2 separate regions of the Mus musculus genome follow, and region 1 is linked to region 2. The links are chromatin contacts, called in public promoter capture Hi-C maps. All regions are on one chromosome and are shown on one strand. Each heading gives the region's core, a stretch centred on a gene start, on an enhancer-like site or on the middle of the called end of the contact. The rest is flanking DNA. Distances are from core to core; before and after follow the strand shown. Region 1 holds the start of Vxn (vexin). Region 2 overlaps Mybl1 (myeloblastosis oncogene-like 1).

The links. Promoter capture Hi-C pulls out the DNA fragments that hold promoters and counts their contacts.
Region 1: a promoter capture Hi-C map of pre-B cells shows a contact between it and region 2. The contact joins the promoter of Vxn here to the enhancer-like site in region 2. A contact is called at or near these places in 10 of 39 promoter capture datasets (the 3T3-L1 cell line, 3T3-L1-derived adipocytes, the C10 cell line and 6 more), 4 of 484 Hi-C or Micro-C datasets (the C10 cell line, bone marrow-derived macrophages, cerebellar granule neurons and 1 more), 4 of 115 datasets of contacts at active chromatin or transcription factors (the 230-238 cell line, differentiating embryonic stem cells, embryonic hindbrain and 1 more) and 3 of 9 other capture datasets (adipose tissue, liver and pancreatic islet).

The regions. Positions count from the first base shown.
Region 1 is chr1:9,599,732-9,603,311 of GRCm38.p6, reverse strand. It overlaps Vxn (vexin), which reads right to left and starts at 2,045. Exons shown (of 6, transcript NM_178399.4): 1 at 1,662-2,045. The coding sequence starts at 1,728. All of the region lies in intron 3 of 2610203C22Rik (RIKEN cDNA 2610203C22 gene), which reads left to right.
Region 2 is chr1:9,672,718-9,676,311 of GRCm38.p6, reverse strand. Mybl1 (myeloblastosis oncogene-like 1) reads left to right here. Exons shown (of 15, transcript NM_001290397.1): 10 at 1-345; 11 at 2,425-2,567; 12 at 3,097-3,211. Among named protein-coding and RNA genes, the nearest start is that of Mybl1, 26 kb to the left of the region's middle. Within about 2 kb of position 1,596, at least 6 of the 459 cell types and tissues checked have an H3K27ac peak or open chromatin away from gene starts, as enhancers often do. A contact at or near this core is called in bone marrow-derived macrophages and pre-B cells, where this site is marked.

The DNA of each region.
Region 1 (3,580 bases), core at 796-3,295, 73 kb after region 2:
AAGCTAAACCCTGTTTTTCTCTTTTACAGAAGTGGGAACTCTTGCCCGGAGAGATTATTTAGCTGGGCCAAGGTCACACAGTACAGAAAAGACAGAACCAGGTTGTCAAGGTCTTTTCCTCCCTTGCTTTTTACAAGAAAGAGACATACCTTTTCTTTTCTCTTGAGAACAGTGTGCTGCTCTATGCCCCAGTTGGCCTTGGACCTGACAATTCTCAGCTTTCTTGGGTTATAGATATGAGCCACTCTTCTCAGTGGAAGCAGTCATAATCTTCACTTTCCAAAAATTAACAGTGAGATTAGACCCCTTCTCACCTTCTCCTATCTTCCTTCCACCCTTCTCCAGGGCCACTGACCTCACTGATTTTATAACACATGGGTCCTTCTAGTCTTGTTTGCATGTGTTGCTCCAAAAATGTACCCATAAATACTATGCACAATTATCTTAGAGTTCCAAGTATGCTACTAAGCATAGATTGGTTTTCAGCTTGCTTTTTCTTTCCCCTTCAACACTGATCTATAGGTCTTATGTGGTAGATCAGCGGTATAGCTCTTGCTTACCTTGCATGGACAACTGGTTCACCACTAGCAATGCAACCCCACCCTACCCCCCCAAAAAACCCACAGAAACAAAAGGCAGAGATAAAGTAAATGGAAAGGCCACCTCTATACACACAGATCTAATTCATTCCTCTTCAGAAGGGTTGACTTTCAGAATCTCCAGAGCGAATTTCAACTCCTACACATGGGCACACTCCCAACTTCCCCTTTCCTCCCTTTCCCTCAGTAGTAGATGTTGAGAGCTCAATTTATGTTTAGCTGTTTGCCTGTGCCCAGGCTGAGTCTCCACCCCTGGTAACCCCCCTCAGTATTGGACAGAGGAAGAAAAGAATAGTTTGAATGTGTGCTCCCAGCACTAGCAAACATTCAAACCATTTTAGCCAAATATCACAGTCAAGCCAGGCGTAAGCCTGTGCCACAGCAGGACAAGGGGCTACAGGGTCAGAACAATGGCAAGGTAAAGCTGACTGGATCATCGGCCCTTCCTCAAATTTGGACTCACAAGCCCTTCCCAGGGATCCGCACCAATGGCCAGGACCCAGAGGTTATAACGTCAAGATTCCCTTTTGGTAGTTCCCTTTGTGGTCCTATGGATAAGTCAGCCTGGGGTCAGCTTCATTGCCTTTCTGGGTGTTTGATTGCCTTTCTGGAGTCTTTTCCCTCCCAAGTCAGATGGAGTTGGCTTTGGAACGGCTGATTCTCTCTTCAGAACCTGCCCTTTTTTTTTCCTTTACCGGAGACAATAAGAAAGCTTATTAGGCTGCCCTGGAAATTTTGTTTCCATCGTTGTCTCTTTAACAATCACTTATTGTCCCAGCCTTTGAGCCTGCTGGGTTGTCCGTTTCGAATTAAGTGAAGCAGGAAGGCTATGCTGTCCTCGTCCCCGCCTGAATAGATTGTTTCCCTATGATTGATGTTTATCCTTGTGCCCCTCTTCAGAAAAGGGGGACATCAAATGACATCGACACGAAGAAGCCAGCAGACCTCGGGACCCGAGGGTACCAAGTACTAGTGTACCTTAGTCCGACAGCACCGGGTCACCTCCCGCATAAGATGCCACAATAGGGGACGCCAAGAGCGGTTGTTAGGATTATTACTCACCCTTGGAAGGAATCACCGTGGTGAAAACTTCAATATTCTCATCACTGCAGCTGTAGATCTGATGCATGGTCTCAGCCCCCTGCCCTGCAGGGTGTCCGGGAGCCCGTGGCCTCTCTCTGGAGCCCTAGTCCCAGGGTCTCCTAAGCCAGTCTGGCTCTGTGATCATTGTGCAGGTCCACAAAAGGCAGGCTGCCTGTGCCTCTCATGACAGTCTCACCGCAGCAACATTTCCTAATCCCATCTGTCTTTTTTTTTTTCTTTCTTTCTTTCTTTCTTAAATGACTCCTATTATTGCAAACCTTTGATTGAACACGGAGCCTTCCGTCTCTCCCTCTCAGCTAGGATGTACTTAACAATTTTATTTTCCAGTGTCTGCCGCAGTGAATTTGGAAGTCTTTTGTGAAGTGACGAAGTGAATTCGCCTACTCAGTTAGCGCACAGCTTGGCTGGAGGATTTCACAGAAGAGGAATAGACGAAACGTCAGTTTTGCTATCAGTGTGCCCGGGTCTCATTCCAGAAAGGAAGGGCTTTTTCTCCTCCTCCAGGGGAACAGGATCTTCATTTGTCATATGTTAACTCCGCTCCCTTCAAAGTTTCTATTTTAAATAAAAGGACTGTTTTTTCACCACATATTTTTCTCAATCCACTTTGACAACAAGGCTTACATTTCAGGAGGTGAGAGTTTAGTGTTTCTTTGTACAACCCTACAGGTATGCATAGTCACGCAACAGGCAGTGCACACACCAAGGGACCCGTTTATAGGATAGTTATATTTTATTATCTTCTATATTGGAATGTATTTATTGCCTTATCTTTTTATGTTATATAGTCTATGGGTATGCTATATTTTCCTCATATAATCTTTCCTAATATATACACAAATAAATGTCATGGTAGCTATACATTTCATAAACATATATAAGCATATGCATTTTATCCAATCCCACTACTTTTTATTATGCTACACAGTTTCACACCATAAGACTGATGGAGTGTAATGAAATTAACAGTGACAGCTGCCCTATTAAATATTAGTTACAAGTCATGGAGCTAGCTATATGATATCATTGAGTATCTATAACTAACCAATGGCTCTAGCTAATTATTATTTTACCGTGGTATTCTCAAGAAACTGAAGTATGAAGACTTTAGCTTCTTTAATGATTAAAATAGCTAATTTGCACCAAAATTGGATTTAATCTCTAGATTGACTGAAAAGTTAATAAACTAGCTCCTCAAACTCTCTCTCTCTCTCTCTGTGTGTGTGTGTGTGTGTGTGTGTGTGTGTGTGTGTGTATGATGCTATAGCCCAGGCTGGCCCCAAACTCATAGCCTTCCCAAAGTAGGGATTACGAGTATTTACAACCATGTTCTATTAATTTCTAAAATTTTATTTAATGTGTATGTTTTGCCAGCATAGGACAACAGATCCCCTGAACTGGAGTTACAGGTGATTGTGACCTGCTATGTGGGTGCTGGGAATCAATTCATGGTCTTCTAGAAGAGCAGTTGGTGTTCTTAACCACTGAAACATCTCTCCAGTCTCTTTGTGTTCAATTCTTTAGTCTTGACTTGCCATTCTTTAACCTTGGGTGAACCTAGTTCATCATATTTTAGACATGGAGTTGTGTCTACTGATATTTCTGTACTGGACAAATGTTTGCTCCCTAGGTAGTTTTCAGCACTTCATCTCTTTCTCTGTGAATTACACCTATTATAGGGGGTGCCTCTGGCTAGCCATGTTTGCTCTATCTGAGGTGAATGGCTAATCCTATGTGCTGCCTTCTGCATACTGAAATGGGGCTTTGGTTTCAATTTCAGAGATATGATCTGGTCTTATAAATCCCAATCCAACAGTACAGGTTGGGGCAAGAGGATCACAGCCTAGATAATATAGAGAGTTAAGGCCAGAATAAGC
Region 2 (3,594 bases), core at 347-2,846:
ACCAGTTTTGATCTTTCTGATGCTGCTGCTTCTCCTGTCAAGTCTACTCCAGTTAAATTAATGAGAATTCAACATAATGAAGGAGCCATGGAATGCCAGTTTAACGTCAGTCTTGTACTTGAAGGGAAAAAGAACAGTCGTAATGGTGGAGACAGTGAAGCTATTCCTTTAACATCCCCAAATGTGGTCAAGTTTAGCACTCCTCCAACCATCCTCAGAAAGAAGAAAAGAATTCGAGTGGGTCAGTCTGCAGGCAGTGAGCTTGGCGATGGCTCACTTAGCGAAGTTGGTAATGCAGCACTCAAACACACACCAGTGAAAACACTACCATTTTCTCCTTCTCAGGTACAAGTGTTTTACATTTGCCGATGGTGACTAAGTTAGACCTTTAGTATCTTTAAAAGCAATTGACTGTTTTTTTTTAAATCCACAAAAATAGATATGTTTAATTGTATGCATGAGAATGGTAAACCCAGAAAGTCAGAAAGGGTAATATTCGCATCACAGCACCATAGACTTTCAAGAGTTAAAAGGGAAGTTTCCTTTGTCATGTAGTCCTATTTCTCGATAAGACTGAGGAAAACTGGCCCCTAAAAAGTAAAATGATTTATTTGCCCAAAGGTCTCTAATGCAGAGCTGAGACTAAGATCTAGTATGACTCTTTGATTCTTGATTGTTCAGCATATATTCCTGACATGGTATAAAGAGACCTTATCAGCAATTTAGATTTTCATTTATATGTTAATTTTCCTCTTTGACAGTCTTTGGAAGAAATGAAGATAGCAGTTTACTCTAAGAATCTCATGTTTTGATGTCCAAGACCATCTGCTTTAGTCCTTAGTGATGTTCCAAGGAGCAGATGTATACATTAGGATTATTTTTTTATTGGGCACTTGTTATATTCCAGGCTGTGTGTCTCTTCTTACAGCATCTCCTGTTAATCTTCTTTCAAATGACATTGGAAGCCAAAGGGAGTAAGTTTTAAAATGAAGCAACTTGTGTTTTGATATTTTAATTTCTTCCCTGTTGCTGAGATAAAATATCCTGACAAGCAATGTAAGGAGGAAAGGATAGAATTATTTTAGCCCCCAGTTCCAGGTGACAATGTTGTGGAAGTCACAGTGGTAGAATTTGAGACAGCTGCGCATGTCAATATCCACTATGAGTGCGTGCATGAATACATGCTGCTGTTGCTGCTCAGCTTCGTTTCTGAGGCCCTCCAGAATCTGCTACTAGGGGAATGGTTCTTCCACTTTTAGGCTGAGTTTTGCCACCTCATTTAACCCAATTAAGGGCCTCACAAGCTAGCACAAGCCCATTTCCCAGATGATTCTAGGTTTTGTCAAGTTGACAGCATTAATCATCACATAAATGTTAAAAGAGAAGTAGGGAGCTTAATGATCAAATATGGAGAATTCTGGAATTTATTGAAGGTTTGTTTTAAGGTTGGGAAGGTGGTAGGTATGGTAGTACATAATAGCTACTGTGGTCTGAAAATGTTTGAGATAATCCAATTTGCATGGTCTACAACGTCCTTTAGCTCTCAAGTTCAGAATTATCCCAGGGAAAGTTTCCACTTCCAGAGCTTTATATGTTAGTAGTTTTTACTGAAGTCGATTCTATCTAGAAAGCAAGTAGATGATACTTATATCCCATGACATTTGGATTTCATCCTGTGAAAGACTTTGATATTTAATTCTAGGTGAGGTGATTCAAATATTAGGAGACAGGAGTGATAGAGCTTGAGTAGATTGCACTTGTAAGTGGCACTCTTGAAGCAATTTCTACTTCCTCATATCACTACTGCTAGTCTGCTAGCTACAAAAGTAAATTAGGATTTCATAGTAGTATGAAATGTTAAGTCTCATTGTATAGTTTAGAAAGTGATCTCATGTATTGTCTGCTTAAAGTATCTGGTCTGTCTTCTAGACAGGCAAGTTTGCCTGGCATTTAACTTTCAATAAATAAGCTAATTGGTGTCTTTACAGGTATGCACATACACCCAGTCTGTTATTCTATTCTGAGTTCAAGATACTCGGAGAGAAAAATGCACTTGGCCTTATTCACAGTTGTTTTTTTCAATTATACTCTTATCTCAGACCAGGAGATAGTTGTTGTAACAACTCTCGATGGCTTCTGTAGATCAGTACTTGATGTGCACTGCTTTATATTTTTGTGCTATTAGAAAGCATGACCGAGTTTCTGTAATGTTTAGTATGTGCTTATCTGCTCAAAGTGCTGGGAGGCAGCAGTCAACAGAACACAAATGTCTTGCCTTTATGAAGCTTAATTTCCAAGAAGTAGCATGTAAATGTAATATTACTGATAATCTTTTCCTAAAACAATAGAGAAGTCTTAGCAGTTTGATATTTATACAGGAACTTTGATGTTCTAAAAATTGTCTGAATTCACTTCCTCATTTAGTTTTTTAACACATGTCCTGGAAATGAACAACTTAATATAGAAAACCCTTCCTTTACATCAACCCCAATTTGTGGGCAGAAAGTTCTCATTACAACTCCTCTTCAGAAGGAAGCAACCCCCAAAGATCAAAAAGAAAATGTAGGGTAAGTCTGTATTAAATAATTATGTTAGGAAAAACTGGAAGCATGTTAGAAGTATGTCAGCATTTTATTCAAATGAATGGTGTATCCATAATCTTTAGTTCTATAGGATTTAGAAGTTTGTAATTGTTGTTTTTAAAGTCACATCCTCTTGTTTCTGTAGAATACTGGAAACTGGCTAAATTTAGCATAAAAATTTTATTGCAAGCAAAATATTCTTAGTACTTTTTTCTAAGTCATTTTTTCTTTAAAATTATACGAGTATAACCGACTCTAGACAACCATACTTTAGATAGCTCTGTGTGATGCATTAAAAATCATATGTCTGGTCTACAGAGTGAGTTCCAGGACAGCCAGGGCTACACAGAGAAACCCTGTCTTGGAAAAAAAAAACCCAAAAAACAAACAAACAAACAACAACAACAAATCATGTCTATATAAAAATATAGCTTATGCTTTTTATGGCTTTGCTTTTGTTAACATTTATGACCTCACATGTGACAATAATATAAATATCTGAATGACTGACTAGATTCAGAACTCCTACTATTAGAAGATCTATACTGGGCACCACACCAAGAACTCCTACTCCTTTTAAGAATGCACTTGCTGCTCAGGAAAAAAAATATGGACCTCTTAAAATTGTGGTATGTATACTCTTTATTCTCAAGCACTTTTCTAGTTTTAATTTAAAAAACTGGGTTTTATCATTTTGAAATTTTTAGTATTAAAAAAGTGTACATTGAAATGGAAACATTTTGTTTCTTAATTTATAAATATGAGTTTGTTTAATCTTCCTTGGTCTTTAGATAACCCTTTACTTGGCTTATTTTAAATTTTTATGTTCTCGTGTTAACTAGAAGAAAACAGTTGTTAGTGGCATGCTTAATGTTAAAACACGTATGTAGTAGTTTAGTAGTTTCACTGTAGTAGAATTAATATTTTGACATATCTAATCTCTTAAATAATGTTGCATAGGAAACTAATGGGTCAGGGAATCTTCTTGAAGTTCAGTTTTTTCTTCTATGTA